Linked DNA regions of Rattus norvegicus: region 1 is linked to region 2. A link is a contact called in public Hi-C data. All regions are on one chromosome and are shown on one strand. The core of a region is the stretch at or near the end of the contact, and the rest is flanking DNA. Distances in the headings are between cores, read along the strand shown. Region 1 has its middle 34 kb from the start of Batf. Region 2 overlaps Jdp2 (Jun dimerization protein 2).

Region 1 (4,343 bases), core at 656-3,155, 43 kb before region 2:
TTTTTTTTTTTAAGGCAGAAAGGGCCTTCAGGCAAAGTGTCTATGGAGTAATGGAGGTCTGAGGACAAAGAGGGTGGGAGGTAACCAGGAGGGATCCAGCTCCTTACCAGCTAAGAGCAAGACCTGAAGGACGGTACCAAGGCATTAGTTCATTTGAAGACTTGAAAATCCTACCTCCCAGACTAGCGGGTTCCGCCCCTCAGCCCCCACCCCTGTTTCTCAGTTGTTCAATCTGTAATACTCTATTTAACACCCTAAGCTTGTGCTCCAAGGGCAAGGGGTTTGTCTAGTTTTCCATCCCCCCATCAGTGGCTGTCTTACTGTGTGCCACATGTGGTATTTCAATGTGTGGCATCCATCACAGATTATTTCGAGCCCATTTTACAGGTCAACAAACTAAGGTCAAATGGTCCAGTGACTAGCCCAAAATCACACAATAGGAAGTTTAGGAGCTCAGGATCAATACCCTGGAATCTCCAGTCTACCCATGGCCCATTACCATGAGGCTTTGCACAGAGCCTGGCAGGCCAGAGGGAGAAAGAAGCAGAAAGTGGCATGGGGGTGGGTGTGTGTCTGGGTGGGGGAGGCATTCAGAGGATGCCACTCTGCCACTGTAAGAAACAGAAACAAGATCTGTCCCTAGGCAGGCAGCAGCATCAAGGAGGCCTGCGGCATGTCTGCTGGGAAAAGCCGGGCACGAGAATACTCTGAGCACAGTGTGTCAACCAATCTTCTGAGAAGCCTCTCTGTGCTTCATTCACAGGCTGCTCCCCAAGGCCCCACGAGCTACCAGATAGCTCAGTCTCAACCTGAACAGAGCACAGCCTCCCACCCTGCCCCCCCCACCCCCTCCCACCCGCCCGCTCCATTTGCAGTGTCTCTTGTGTTAGAGGGCTTGGCATTGTATCCTTCCACTGGATTTTAACAAAAACTATCTTTTCTATGACTTTAGTCTCAGCGCCTGGGAGACTGAGGCAGGAAGTTCAAAGTCAGGAGAGAGTTCCAGACTAGCTTGGACGACATAGTGAGGCCCTGTTTTTAAAACCATGTCTTTTTAAATAAAAACAACGCACATATTTTCATTTTAAAATTATTATTACTTTTTTTCAAGACAGGATTTCTCTGTCTTGACAGAGACTGGCTGTTCTGGAACTCTCTCTGTAGACCAGGCTAGCCTCCAACTCACAGAGATCCTCCTGCCTCTGTCTCCTGAGCGCTGGGATTAAAGGTGTGCGCTGCCACTGCCGCCGCCTCTGCCACCACTGTAACCGTTACCACCACCACCCAACTTCCTCACCTTATAAAAGCAAAATTACAGGTCTGGGCATGCAGTTCAGTGGTAGCGTACTTGGCTTGCATGCATAAGACCCCAGGTTTAACCCCTGGCATCATCTAAAACTGAAGTGAAATAAAATAAACAGGCAGTTTTTAAAAAATTTTAAATACTTATTTACTTTTATGTATATGAGTACACTGCAGCTGTCAGACACACCAGAAGAGGGCATCGGATCTCATTACAGATGGTCGTGAGCCACCACGTGGTTGCTTAGAACTGAACTCAGGACCTCTGGAAGAGCAGTCAGTGCTCTTAACCGCTGAGCCATCTCTCCAGTCCTAAAAATTTTTTAAAGCAAGCTGTGCTTCACATAGTGCCCACGTAACATGCTCAAAAAACTCTTCTTTCTATGAAAAGAAAGAAACGTTAAAATAAAACCAAATATACATGAAATGAACAAAAGGAAGCCATCCATAATCTTGCCGGGAAGAATATTTTTACTTTCCCACTATATTCTTTCCTAAGTCTTTTTTCGTTGCACATGAAAACTTTCTTGCTCCAGAGACTGTGTGATCACACAGTACAGCTTTTTATAAACCGTTATGTAAAGTCTGGGGCCTGCAAGATGATTCAGCGTGTAAAGGCACTTGTCACTGGGACCGAGGACCAGAGTCCAATCCCCAGAACTCACACAGCGGAAGGGCAGAACCAGCTGCCCCAGGTTGTCCTCTGACCTCTACAAGTGCACTGTGGTACACACGGGCTCCCACACTGCACACACCAAAAATAAATCACAAAGCTAAAATTAAATCGGCAAAAGCGTAAAGGAACAATTACAATCAGAACTTTAAAAATATATAAAGTAAACTTTAAATCTGGACTCGGTGCCTCTCCTTCTTTGTAGCAATCTGTGGCTACTGTGGTACCCATAACAAGCAACCGACGGTCAGAAGTGAGACCTCTCGCACTTATGTCATGAGCTGATGGGTTTGACCACAGCATCTGTCCACCGAGAAAGGAATCACAGAACCTCCACATAGGTAATAGTTGGCTGCTCAGCCAGTCCCTTTCCCTTTCCCTGGGCATACGACCGGGCTACACCTCTCTCTCTCTGTTGAGGTTAGGTGTGACTAAGTGTCTAATTGTAGCCACTGGAGTGCAGGTGCAAATATGTATTGGTCATCTATTGCCTCCTAACAAAAGATCCTCAGATTCAGCAGCTTAAAACAAGAGTCAGTATTCTCTCCAGGAGTACTGAGAGCTAGGAATTCAGGGGTGGCTCACCTGGACGACTCTGGCTCAGGGACCTTCAGGAAGTTGGAGTCAATGTTTTGGTCAGAGTTGGGACGTCTGAAGACTGAGACAGGAGGGTCAGCATTTGTGGTCACTGGCATGGCTGTCAGATGCTTGATAACCACAGACTGAGAACCTCTGAAACCGTGATCCTGACATGATCTGACATGCACAATATGAAGGTACATGCATGCAGATTATGCATGCATACATACATACATACATACATACATACATACATACATACATACATACGTTTATACACATACATACAACTCAGGTGTATTAGTTACTTTTCCACTGTTGTAACAAAATGCCTTGCTCAGCCTGTTTTCTTGCAGAACCCAGGACTACAGCCCAGGGATGGCACCACCCACATTGGACTGGGCCCTCCCACATTGATCACTAATTAAGAAAATGCCCTAGAGGCTTGCCTACATCTGAATGAAATGGAGACTTCTCAGCCGAGGCTCTCTCCTCTGGGATAACTCTAGTTTATGTCAAGGTGATATAAAGTTAGCCAGTATACTCAGTGTGCATCCTTCCCAGACCAGAGCAGTACACACTAGGCATCCTCCTTGGATCTTCGTGGGTTGATAGCTTTTTCTCCCCCTCCTTTCCTTTCCCTTCCTTCCATTTCTCTCCTTTCCTTTCCTTTCCTTTCCTTTCCTTTCCTTTCCTTTCCTTTCCTTTTTGTGTAAATCTTAGTGGTAAGGTTTGAACACAGCACCTCTCATGCAATAGGCAAATGTACTACTACCAAGCTGTACCCTGGCCCTTCAATTTGGGGGATATTATCATTATTATTATTATTATTATTATTATTATTATTATTATTATCTATTTATTATTGTGTGTATGTGTATACTATGGGAGCAGGGACACCCTTTGGCACACATGTAAAGGTCAAAAGACAACTCTGTGGCCTCATTTCTCCAAGGATCAATCTCGGACTTTGACAGCAATTGCTTTTTTACCTACTGAGCCATCTTGACAGCCTGGGACCCCTCAGGCCTAGATACAGCTTCCCTGCAGGATGTGCCAACTTGCTTGTGCACTCACTGAAGACTATATTGTGTTTTTTGCCTATTTAGAATCCTTTTTATAAAAAAATTGAAACAGGGCTTCTCCGTCTAACACTGGCTGTCCTGGAAATCACTCTGTAGACCAGGCTGGTCTCAAACTCACAGAGACCCAGCTGCTTCTACCTCTCAAGTGCTGGGATTAAAGGTGTATGCTATACCACCATAATCTCTCTCTCTCTCTCTCTCTCTCTCTCTCTCTCTCTCCCTCTCTCCCCCTCCCTCTTCTCTATTCCTCCCCCCTCCCTCTGTCGCCTCCCTCTCCCTATGTGTGTGTGTGTGTGTGTGTGTGTGTGTGTGTGTGTGTGAGAGAGAGAGAGAGAGAGAGAGAGAGAGAGAGAGAGAGAGAGAGTGGTGAATGCCCAGGTTTGGGTATGTAAAGGCCAGAGGAGGGCACTGGGTATCTTTGGTTCTCTACCTTATTCCTTTAAGAAAGGGTCTCTCACTGAGCTGGAAATTCACCATTTTGGCAAGGCTGGCCAGCCAGTGAGTTTCCAGAATCCACTTGCCTCTGCCTCCAAACTCTGAGTTTACAGCCACCGCTTTTTACATGAGTGCTGGGGATTTAAACTTAGGCCTTCATATGTGCACCCTTACCCACGGAGCCCTCGCCCAGCTTCGTTTGGAGCAATTCTGAGCAGACTCCCCTGAGCCTTTGCTTGGAGTTTAATTTGTTTGGTCAAGTTACAAGG
Region 2 (4,086 bases), core at 1,109-3,608:
GGCATGGAAGATGGCTGCAGAGGTCCTGCCACCCACAGCCAGCCCACACCCTGGGCTCAACAAATGGGATGCTGGCTCTGCAAAGAGCAGCAACCATCCAGGGCAGCTAAACCCACTCCGGGCGCCCACAGAGCCCATCCCAATCCTTCCACACATCTTTTCAGGGATTTCTGCTCCAACCCGAAGCCAAGTTACTCTGTGCCTTTTAGGATAGTAGAGGGGAGAGAGCCTTGGTTGGCTCCACATTGTCCAGTCAGATGAATTTTACCTAGGAAATAAGTCAGTTTCCCAACCTAATGTCCACATTATCATGGGTCTGATACCAGCAAAAGGGATCAAGGCCATTTTACAAGTCTGCTTTAAACAAAACAGAAGATCAGAGGCTGGTAGGCATCCAGCACTGACCTGAACACCCCAGAGGCAAAATGAGAAGCCGAGCAGGTGGTAAAGGGCTAGAGCACCTCCCCGCCCACAGCATCTGAAGATGACAGACTCCAGCTGCAGCTCTAGGGCAGGGACTACTAGAAACAGGAAGGCCTGCTGCTTCCCTGCAGCCCAGGTCACGAGCTTCACATCACGAGACCAGCAGCTCCAGGACAGTTGAGTCAGAGCAAATGCATTCATTCCCAGGAGAGGTCACTCCCCAGCACAGTGTCCTCTGTGGTCAAGGTCATCATCTATGTACAGTGTCTCCATTAACCTTTGAGTTAACATTTCTGAGTCTGAGTTTCCTCGATAGACCTACCACTCAGCGTGGCCAACGACTTACCCGGAATCACACTGGGAAGGAGCGGCATTCTGTTTTAAAACTCGGAAGCATAAACTCAAGCCAAGGGCTCTTCCCAGATCCCAGGAGTGGCCCCTGTGGTTAGGAAGCCAGGACAATGTCCGTTCCCTTGACTCCTGGGCACCTCCAAACATTCAGGCTGCCCAGGACTTCCAGGGACAAAGGACTTTCTAGGAAATGAGAATCCATGGAGCAAGCTTAATCAATAAATGAACTTGCACAATCAACACTTCAGCTTCGGGCTGTGTGTCCTCTGTCGTGTGCCAGGCATCCCGGGAAATCGTTCTCAACATTAATTCACTGGATCACACCAAACCTAAGGGGATGATGTCACCACGCCCCTCTGAAGGTGGGAGCGTAAAGAAGCCACAAGAACTACCCCATGAGCTTTTCAAAAGCGTTTGATTTTTTTTCCCCAAGAAAATACAGATTTGTCCATATCACCCATCATCTCTCCTAAGGACCATGGGACAGGACAACCGTGTGTCAGGACACCAGGTATGATCCATGTGTTTGTACTAAAGGCTGAACCCAGGACCCTGAGCACTCTACCACTGAGGTATTCCCGAGCTCCAAACACCATTTTCAGGGAAACAAAACCAAAACAAAAGAAACAAAACCCAGTGAGCCTTATACAAGCTCAGGGCTTGATAGCAGTTTTGACTCAGGACCACAGAAGCCAACATCTAACATATCCAGCACTGCCAGTCAGTATCACTTACCCCTTCAGTTTTCTGCTTAAAACAAAATATCTGGAGCTGTGGGGACACAGCTCTGTCAGTAAAGTGCTTGACAAGCAAGCACAGGTTGACCTGAGATCAACCCCCAGAGCACACCTAGAAAGTTGGGGACATCAGCACATTCGTTATTCCAGCGTCAGGAGGTGAAGGAAGATCCGTGAGGTCACTGGTCAGCCAACCTAGCTGCAGTTGAGGAGCTCAAAGCTCAAAAAGAGACTCGGTCTCAAAAGTCAAGGTGGATCATGACTAAGGAAACATGACATCTAAGGGTATCCTCTGCCCTCTGCACTCACACGTGCGCTAGTGTACCTGCAAACACACAAGCACACAAGCACATCCCCACATTTTAAATAGTCAACCACTTCTGAAAACACGCTCGCAAAGCAATGGAGCCAAAGTGGAAGCTCGAGATTTCAAAGATGAACTGGGAGTGTCTGTGTGTCTGTTTCCAGAAAGGACCAGCTGGGCTTTCTCTGCCAACCAAGTATGAGACAAAAAAAAAAAAAAAAAAAAAAAAAAAAAATCCCGAGCCAGGGGAAGAAGGCCAAGCCTATTCCAAAGAGCCACAAATTAAAAACCAATTATGCAAGGCTTGCTAAAAATGTCAGCGGACTGCCTTTACGTTTCAAGTCTCTAAAAACACTAGCAAGCTTGGGCCAATGTTTACCCAGCACGGCGCTGGCTTGACGCAACTTCAGATGTTCAGGCTAGAACAAGGATTATGTCTTGGTTCCTTTTCTGATTACCCCCTGGAGGACCACTTGTGCTGGAGAGTGACCTGTCCTCTAAGGTCACCCTGGACCCACAGACTCCAGTTCACCTCCACCCAATCGGAGAAAGCTTTGAAATGTCCCACGGGGCCCCGAAGATGGTGGGAAGTCGCCAGGAGGTTCATGAGTTCAAGCCTGGGCTACATAAGGTGGCTCTGAAAGTAACAAGGGGGTAGAGCCTGCCCTGGAGCTGGGAAGGATGTGGATGTTGGAGATATAGATGCCTGAGTCACTTCCCAAAAGATCCAAGGGCACCCTGAGCCTGCTAAGTATACGGAGCCCCAAAATTCCACACTCAGTGTGTTTTGGGGTAGGGAGGTAGGGGGGTGGGATAGGGCAGGGCAAATGTAGAGCTTGGAAAAACCTCCCAAGCTATAGGGATGTTCCACCATGTTCTCTCTCTTCCACTTTCTCTCCCCTCCCCTCCTGGCCCCTCACCCCCAATTTAAATTAAGAAATAGAAAAACCAGGGAAAGTAAGGCTTAGAGGACAGAGCACAGAGGGGGTCAACACGGTTAATAATGTTCAGCCCAATAAGGAGTGGGATGTACAAGCCCGTGAGGAGCTAAAGGACCAGACAGAAGATGTAAAATGTAAGATCAGAGCCCTGCACCTCAACCCACAGCACCCATTCACACCTCTGCTGCTAAGAGCACAGTGGGAAGTGGGCCCGTGAGAGACAGCAAGGAGGGCAGTGCAGAGTGGGACACGGTGACATGGAAAGTGCGTGTGCATAGAAGGGTGTCTGCCTGGAGGGGCCAGAGAAGGCTACTTTAAAAGAGAAGTCTAATTATTGCAACCCATTCAACACACACACACACACACACACACACACACACACACAGAGAGAGAGAGAGAGAGAGAGAGAGGGGGGGGGGGGGGGAGAGAGGCAGATAGACAGACAGACAGACAGATAGACACAGATACTGACACATACATACACACACAGATATACACAATGCACACAGATACATACACACAGATATATATATATATACATACACAAATACAAACACACATGCTTACACACGTTGGGGGCAGTCACTATAACGTCAATGCTCAGTTCCAGATGGGAGGAGGAGGTTCATGAGTTCAAGCCTGGGCTACATAAGGAGGCCATAGCTTAGGGGAAAAAATCAAAATAAAGTAGGAGGAGGAAAAGGAGAGGGGAGGGCAGAGGAGGGAGCAGACCACTGGACTCAGTCTGCAGGCTGACCCCCAGACCAGCCTGATTGATCGTTTATAGCCCGTTCTAGATCACCCAGAGCAGTCTCCTTTTGAATCCTTAAGCTTCTTCCAGACACTGTGGCACAGTCAGGGACTTGCAGGGGGGTCTCATCCAACTAGGGTGATCGAATGTATGGTATGTGGCTGAGTGTGCAAGGGAGAGGCATCTGGCCTCCTTCTCTCCCAACTGAAGATGCATTCTGGGCCACCAGGCCACAGCTGCCCACATTTCCAGGTCAGAAAGGACTAGCTAGCTAAGAGGTACCCCCATCAGAGGACACAGTACACAACATAACAGAAGGAAAAAAAACCTATAGTCTTCTAGAAAGCAGTGTTGCCTTGAAAAGAAGGGAGGAACAAGAAAGAAGCATTGTCTCTTAACACACACAGACACAGACACAGACACAGACACACACACACACACACACACACACACACTCAACAGGACAGAATGTCCCTAGAGTCCCTGGCCAGTCACCAGAATGAACACAGCATTCCACCAGATGAGGATGACTGACCACTACCTGGCCTTTAATACTATGAATTAATTGCCTTCCTTTTT

Evidence for each region. Hi-C and Micro-C count contacts between places; a contact is called where the count stands out from the background.
Region 1: a Hi-C map of frontal cortex shows a contact between it and region 2, with 2.2 times the contacts expected there. The contact joins two enhancer-like sites. A contact is called at or near these places in 3 of 12 Hi-C or Micro-C datasets (the A7r5 cell line, frontal cortex and liver).

Annotation. Positions count from the first base shown.
Region 1 is chr6:111,048,558-111,052,900 of GRCr8, reverse strand. No RefSeq gene overlaps it. Among named protein-coding and RNA genes, the nearest start is that of Batf, 34 kb to the left of the region's middle. Within about 2 kb of position 1,905, at least 9 of the 93 cell types and tissues checked have an H3K27ac peak or open chromatin away from gene starts, as enhancers often do.
Region 2 is chr6:111,006,158-111,010,243 of GRCr8, reverse strand. The region is part of intron 2 of Jdp2 (Jun dimerization protein 2); the gene reads right to left. Among named protein-coding and RNA genes, the nearest start is that of Jdp2, 15 kb to the right of the region's middle. Within about 2 kb of position 2,358, at least 2 of the 93 cell types and tissues checked have an H3K27ac peak or open chromatin away from gene starts, as enhancers often do.